2 separate regions of the Canis lupus genome follow, and region 2 is linked to region 1. The links are chromatin contacts, called in public Hi-C maps. All regions are on one chromosome and are shown on one strand. Each heading gives the region's core, a stretch centred on a gene start, on an enhancer-like site or on the middle of the called end of the contact. The rest is flanking DNA. Distances are from core to core; before and after follow the strand shown.

Region 1 (3,580 bases), core at 1,078-3,577:
GGCTGCGTGCATCTGAGTCCCCGCCACCCGCCTCCCCAGACCCGCACGCTGCGAGCGGGGTCCCACCGCGACCCGCAGGAGACAGCCCGGCCACCTTTCGAGGCCCCGGGGCTCAATCTAGCTGAGCCGGAGGGAGATAAGGCTCAGGAGGGTTCCGGGAAAAGAGACGGGGCTCGCGGCTCGCGGCTTCTGGCAGGCAGCAGCCTAGAGGCTGCAAAAAGTCTCCCGAAGAAAACTTCTGCAAAGTTAACTACGCCCTCCGTGGACTTCGGACATGCTAATTCCGACGGGGCTGTTACCGAGGAGGTGCGGGTGGGGAGGAAGCCCGGACAGGTTTTCCTTGTCAGTTTATCTTCACTGACCCCAAAGTCTAAAAGTATCTTTATTTCCTGATGCCTCCCTGGGAGGGAAGCGGAATGGCTTGGGTGTCAAGCCAGGGGTGGGGAGGGGAGAAGCATGGCAGCAGGCAGGCAGGCCGGGGTGGGGTGGGGGGGTGGGGGGGAGCTGGGGTATAACTTTGCCTACTTTGTGCAAACTCAGGACCTCGGTCCGGGAGGTCCGGGAGGTCGCGACCGGCCCTCAGTGCACGTCTTTGGGGGGCAATCGGATGTTTTTATCCCCCGTCCCCGTGCACACACACCCCCCCTCCCCCAGGATCGCCAGGGCAACCGAGCATCCCCCGAGTCCCGAGGGCAGGAGGATGGACCAGGGGCCGCGGGGGGCAGCGCCGGCCCCTTCCGAGGACCCGGCCCCGCCCGCCTGGCCGCGGGCCTCCCGGATCGCCCCCCGGCCTCCGCGGTCCTCCCGCCACCCGCTCCGGGCCGAGTACCTTGAAAGCGATGGGCAGGGTCTTGTTGCAGCGCCAGTGCGTGGGCAGCACGGAGCAGAGGAAGTTGGGGCTGTCGGTGCGCACCAGCTCGCCGGGGTGGTCGGCCAGCACCTCCACCATGCTGCGGTCGCCGGTCCTCAGCTTGCCGGCCAGGGCGGCGCCGGCGTCCGGGGCGCCCAGCGGCAGCGCCTCGCTCATCTTGCCCGGGCTCAGCGCGGTGGAAGGCGGCGTGAAGCGGCGGCTCGTGCTGGCATCTACGGGGATACGCATCACAACAAGCCGATTGAGTTAGGACCCTGCAAACAGCTCCTACCAGCCGGCGACGAGGGCGCGGATCCTCGGCGAGCAGCTCCAGGGAGACCAACATATAAGTTCAGGGGCCCTTTATTGCTGCAGGGGGGGCGGGGGTGGGCGGGGGGCTGGGGGGAGGCGGGCGGGAGACGAAGTCACTAACAGTCCCGGAGGGGGAAAGTTCTATTTTGCAGGGCAGCCTCCGTCCGACCCAGGCAGGGCTCCTAGCAACCGATCGCCTAATGCTTTAAAAAAAAAAAAAAAAAAAAAAATCGGGCGACTGGAATCCAAAGTCAAATGCCAAGGGAGGCTATCTTCTGAGTCTTGCTTTGAGAGTTTAACTTTCAGTCTTTGGCTGTTTAAAAAAAAAAAAAAAAAGTTCCCGGAGGCAAAATTCCCATACAGTTTCTAAAATATTTATACGCAGAGCAAACGAGCCAGCCAATACATAATTTGGAAGTTCCAGTAGTTAAACGCCTGTCAGGGTTTTTTTGTTTGTTTTGTTTTTGTTTTCAGGTGAGTTTTGCCTAAAGTCCCAAGACAACACAAAATATACGAGTGTCTTCCATATACAGAGCCACTTTGATCATGCAAAACCGGCTTCGGTCCTCAAAAGCAAGAGCTGCGACTTCCAAAGGTCATGCTACTAATGTATGTGCACGTATATATAAATATATACATATGCTCTACTTCATAAAATATTTACAATTCAATCTGTAGAGAATTTAAACACAACAGAAATCCATTAATGTTCGCTGCTGATTTTTTTTTTTTTTTAAGTAGCCTTGAAAATAAGCTTCAGTAGTTGAAGAAGGGCTGGGCTAGAAATACTTGTCATGTTCTCTTAATAAATTCTGGCAAAACGCTCAGTTCAGAAAACTCAGCTTTTCAAAGAAAAGCTAATCTTTAAAAAAAATGATGATGATAATAATAATAATAATAAAAGTCCAAGTCGATGACACTCAGAGTACAGCTCTCCACATCTGAGAACTCGGGTTTGGGGATGTTGGTTAAGTTTGTGGCTGATCCTGTGGTTGGTGGGAGCTGAGCCGCAGCCGGGTCGCACGCACGCAGACACGCACTCTTCCGAAGCCAGCCACTGTCTACACCGGCTCGGCGAGTCAGCCCGACTTGGGCCGTAGCGAGCTGATCTTCCTCCAACGTCGCCCCAGCGCCCTCGGCTTAGACGCCTGGACGCGCCTGTACCTACGATCACCGCGAAACCGCAGCAGGTGGAGCGGGCCTGGAGCGTGGGCTCCGCAGCGCAGGTCGGAACAGACGGGGTGGCTCGAGTTACACACGCAGTCACACTCCCACGCACACGGGCCACGCACACGCAACTTCACGGGCTCGCCTCGACGCGCGGCACACGTTCTCCCGCAGTTGTCAAAGGAAACGACCGGGGGAAAAAGTTCACCGGCAGGAAAGAAGTTGAAACATCCAGCCAAGAGGCCAGTTCATTCAAAAGTAAGAGAGAAAGGTTAAAAAGGAAAAAAATAATAAAAAATGAAAAAAATAAAAAATCGTAGCTCCAACGGCGGTCCAGGAGAAGCAGCAAGGGTGGCGTCCCCGGGAGCCCCGGGACGCGGTGCCTGTGGGCGCGAGGCCGGGCGGCGTGTGCCCTGCTGGTCCGGCTCGGGGCGCCCGTGCCCCTGCGCCCGCTGGCTCTATGAATGAGAGTGCCTGGAAATGAACGTGCTTTTACTGTAAGCCCGGCCCGAGGAATTCCATTCCCTCAGCTCGTTTGCATAGGGGCGGCCGCCGGCCAATCACGGGCCTTTCCGGTATCAGCCAGGGCGCGGCTCGCGGCCGCGGGCTCCTGGAATTGGCCCGCGCGCCCCCGCCGCCGCCGCCGCCGCGCGCTACTGTACGCCGCCCGCGCGGAGCGCCCCAGGCTGCCCGGCCTCCCCGCTCGCCCCGCGCGCCCGCATCCACGCACGCACCCCCGCCCGAGGCCCCGCCCCGGGGCGCACGCGGCCCCGCGAGGACGCGGAGAGAGAGGACGCCGGCCGGCGCAGCGAGGGCTCGGGCCGCGCGCGGTGCCCGGAGCCCAGCCGGAGGGGAGGCGCCCCTAGCGCCCTGGAGATGCAGCGGCCGCCGCGAGGCTCCCGGGCCCGGCGCCGGAGCTCACCCCCGCCCCCCCACCCGGGGCGGCCCCGGGTCCTGCGCGGCCACCCACGGCCGAGCTTCTGCTTCCCCAGCGTGGGTGGGATTCGGCCGCGAGGGGGCCGGAGAGCGGCTCCGCGCGCCACCGTAGCCATGGGGGTGGGGGTGGGGGCAGCTGCAGAGAAGTGGCGCTGATTCATTTAACGAGGCCAGAAGGTTCTCGGTCTCCACAACATGGTTTTGTGTTTTTAGTTTTCTCTCTCGGGTCGGTTTGCTTTCATCGGTGTTTTTCACCGCGTCTGGGCTGCGGCTTCCTTACGCACCGCGGCCGCGCTCCGCCGGGCTGTGCTTCGC
Region 2 (3,536 bases), core at 594-3,093, 130 kb after region 1:
GAAATGCTGGCAGATTTGCCGGGAGAACTACTTTGAAGGACATTACAATTAGAGGTGTGCAAATTCTGGAATATATAGTGCAAATCAGATTTGTTATTTTCTATTCACAGTCTTTTTATTCATTTGTTTATGATCGTATTTAAATGAGAAAGAAGTTCATAGAGGACACTTCAATGAGTTCTGCAAGGTTATGAAAATAATCATGCATCAATTTAAGCAAATGTCCACTACAGAAAGTTCTTTCTTGAATGTATTCAAAGCTCTCCAGGGCCTGGCCCTCCAGGGGCTGAGCAGCTTATCCCTCCACAGCTCTTCTCATGCTCTACATCAGTCTTACAAGGAAGCCTAAGGTCCCAATAGACCGTCAGCTTCACCACTCATACCTGGCTCATGCTAGTCTTGGCTCATTCTCTCCTCCCCTAAGAATGAATCATCCTTTGACTTGAGTTTTTACTCCTTTATTTCATCATAAAATTGAGTTATTTATGTTTAGAGTCTATACCTGGATTAGCCCAAATGTATGGGGCCTTTTATTTACTTGGCTCCAGCAAAGCAGCTTTAATTAGGAGAACATGGCAGGAGGCATGCATGAGATAAAGAATAAATGGTTGAAGAAATGGGAAGATAGGCTCACAAGCAGAGCGTGAGGAGTGATTTGCCCTGAAGAACTGCTTGACAGGAGAACTGACAAATTTGAAGAAGCTTCTAAGGGAGGAAATGGGAGCGATAGACTCTCTGGATATCCTTAAAAAATAAGTCCAATTTTTATTCCCCCAGGTAGTTATTCATTATGAACACAGGAAAATTAAGAGATGCATATGGTCTGTTTTATTCCCTGTGTTTTTGGATAAAGAAGAACAGAAACAAGTTTGACACATCAGGAAGAGAACCTTAGTATGGCTAGCTAGAGAGGCCCCAGCAATGATCAGGACCTCTCTGATGCACCGTGGCCTGGTCCTGCTATGCTCTGAATCAACCCCAATAGGAGCCACTTTCCGTGATTGGAAAGATTTGTGTGTGTGTGTGTGTGTGTGTGTGTGTGTGTGTGTGTGTAGGGGGTGTTCTTTTATACACAGAGAAGTTTGTGTTACTTATTTGAGAACACAGAGTTTTATAGCTTGTGTGAAACTATTTTCAGGTTAATTCTCAATTACACCCTTTGCCTTGGAGGGTCAAGTCGTTTGGTTTCCAGCGAATATTGTGGTTGTACCTGTGGTTACCCACTGACTTCTCATCTGCTTTGCTTATCTGATAACAGGCAAATGGGGAAAGAGCTTTTAATATCCCCCAAAAGGGGAAGATTGGTAATTAGTTATTCACCGCATGGAATCAGGCCAGGTCAATTTACTCCAAGAAAGAAAACAATCTGGATATTGGACTTTGGGGTTCCTTTTACACGTTTGGTATTGCTGGTCTCATCTGGATTGCTTTTTGCTCTTCTATCTCTTTTCTTTTCTCTTTTCTTTTCTTTCTTTCTTTCTTTCTTTCTTTCTTTCTTTCTTTCTTTCTTTTCTTTTTTTTTCTTTTTTTAAAGCCATCACTATACAAAAGAGAAAGCAACTTCATCTCCTCCTCCACTCTGCTATTTTCCTGACAGCTCATAAATTTCAGTCCAGCACCCGCCCCGGGATCTGCGGGTCTCCGCCCCGGGGCGTCGTCGGCCCGGCCCATCCCTCCGCACCGAGCAGCAGCGAGGAGATCCTTGAGAAAAAGCAATGGGTGAAGTAACTGAAAGAGCAGCGTAGAAAGCAACAGCCAGAAACGGCGGGGACGCGAGCGGGCGACACAGGAAGGGAGGCGGTGGCGCGGGTCCTGGTGCGCTGCGCGCTGCAGAGACGGAACTTCTGCAAAAGCTGCCTGCCCGCGTTATCAGCGGCGCGCAGGCCTGTGGTTTTCTCGCTCTCGCAACCCTGCTTTAACTGCCGGTTTATTTTTCGACAAACAGGATGCCTCCATCTGAGGCTGTCAGCATCCCAGGCTCATAGAGAGAAAAGAGGTAGTGCAGCCCCACCCTAGAGGCTCGGCGGCAGCGGCGGTGGTGGTGGTGGGGGGGGGGGCGGGAGGGGTGGTGGGGGGGGGGGTGTCTGTTTCAGGAGGCTTCCCAGAGAAGCGACAACCTTGCAGGTGCAGCCGCTGGGAAAGTCAAGATGGGGTGACGAGGCAGGAGGGAGCGAAACCTGGTCCCCCACCCTCCACCCTGTAACTGATTACAGGGCTACGTCTTTGTAAGAATCCGGAGACAGAGAGGCCGAATCCTGGGGGCCAGGTTGGAGATTTAGTTCAATGCTCCTCAAACTTTACTGTGCACACAGATACCACCCCCGCCCCTGATGGGGGAGGTGGGGGCAGGCTTTTATGAAAATGCAGACGGATGCTGCAGGTCTGAGCTGGGGCCTGAAATTCTGCACTCCTACCAAGTTCCCAGGTCATGGTGATGCTGCTGGTCCAAAACCCACATTTGGAATCATAGCAAGGCTTTGGAAGATTCCTGTCCATAAGATTCTCCATAAATTCCTCTGCATAGGGTACGAGCCCCTAGCAGGGGGTACCATCTTACAGTGAATCCTAATGGATGCCCAGCAAGCTGAATGCATTCCTGGTTTAACATCAACCACCTTGCTGGTGGAAAAGGAAATTAATTGCTGCTCTAGAAGGAAGGAAAATTTGAAAGAGTTAAGAGGATTTTAACATCTCAATTGGGAACGCCTTCAGGAATTCAGGAGAGTCTAGGTTTGATTCTGAGCCCACAGACAGTGGGGAAGGGTAGGATGTGACAGATAAATAAAAATTCACACGCAAAACCCCCCAGTCAGTCAGGGTCTTCCTATTCATGCAAACATGTGCATCTCACAGTTGGAATTCTCACGTGTTCACAACATTTCCAGAAGCTGTATAGTTTGAGGCTGTCGTATGGAATTTGGAGACCATATTTAAGTATTCTAGACCCAACTTAATCTCACATTAACTTTAGGATCCTATTGCACACATTTTAAAATATATGTTTTTGAGTTCACATGTAATAAGCCGAAAGTATGATCTTGGATCTGAGAGACCAGACTAGAAAAACCCATTGCTTGTGAGAAAAATCACAAGAAGACTCGCCATCTAGATAGAATGAATAAGTCCCTCCAGAGGTGGTGCTGGCTGTGGGATGTAGAAATACACTCTGCTACATTTTGCCAAACCTTGTAATTGCATGAAGATTCTATTTTGACTTCATCAAAAGCAGTCAAAGGCTTCCTGTTACCAAGTGTTTCTCAAAGTCCTGCCAAAGTTACGGGGTTGTTAAAATGCAGATTCTTGGGCCTCTCATGGTCTGTCAGGCGGTCCCAGGAATCTGCATTTTAACAGGCCCTGCAAGGGATTCATCTGTACTGCCAAATTTTAGGACCCCTCTGGCTGCAAGTTCAAGTCCAACCTGCTGCTGCAGCATTCAAAGATCTGGCTTCAGTTTTGCTGCTGACTAGTGAACCGGAGTGGGCTCTTCATTGCCCATGAGCATCTCTTGAACAAACTCGACCGGCCACCTCATTCAT

Evidence for each region. A called contact is a pair of places that touch in the nucleus more often than the background predicts.
Region 2: a contact with region 1 is called in a Hi-C map of blood, with 3 times the contacts expected there. The contact joins two enhancer-like sites. A contact is called at or near these places in 2 of 9 Hi-C or Micro-C datasets (both in blood).

Annotation. Positions count from the first base shown.
Region 1 is chr31:29,931,809-29,935,388 of UU_Cfam_GSD_1.0, forward strand. It overlaps RUNX1 (runt-related transcription factor 1), which reads right to left. Exons shown (of 7, transcript XM_038581437.1): 3 at 830-1,083. Among named protein-coding and RNA genes, the nearest start is that of RUNX1, 160 kb to the right of the region's middle. Within about 2 kb of position 2,328, at least 16 of the 20 cell types and tissues checked have an H3K27ac peak or open chromatin away from gene starts, as enhancers often do. A contact at or near this core is called in blood, where this site is marked.
Region 2 is chr31:30,067,273-30,070,808 of UU_Cfam_GSD_1.0, forward strand. The region is part of intron 2 of RUNX1 (runt-related transcription factor 1); the gene reads right to left. Among named protein-coding and RNA genes, the nearest start is that of RUNX1, 24 kb to the right of the region's middle. Within about 2 kb of position 1,844, at least 6 of the 20 cell types and tissues checked have an H3K27ac peak or open chromatin away from gene starts, as enhancers often do. A contact at or near this core is called in blood, where this site is marked.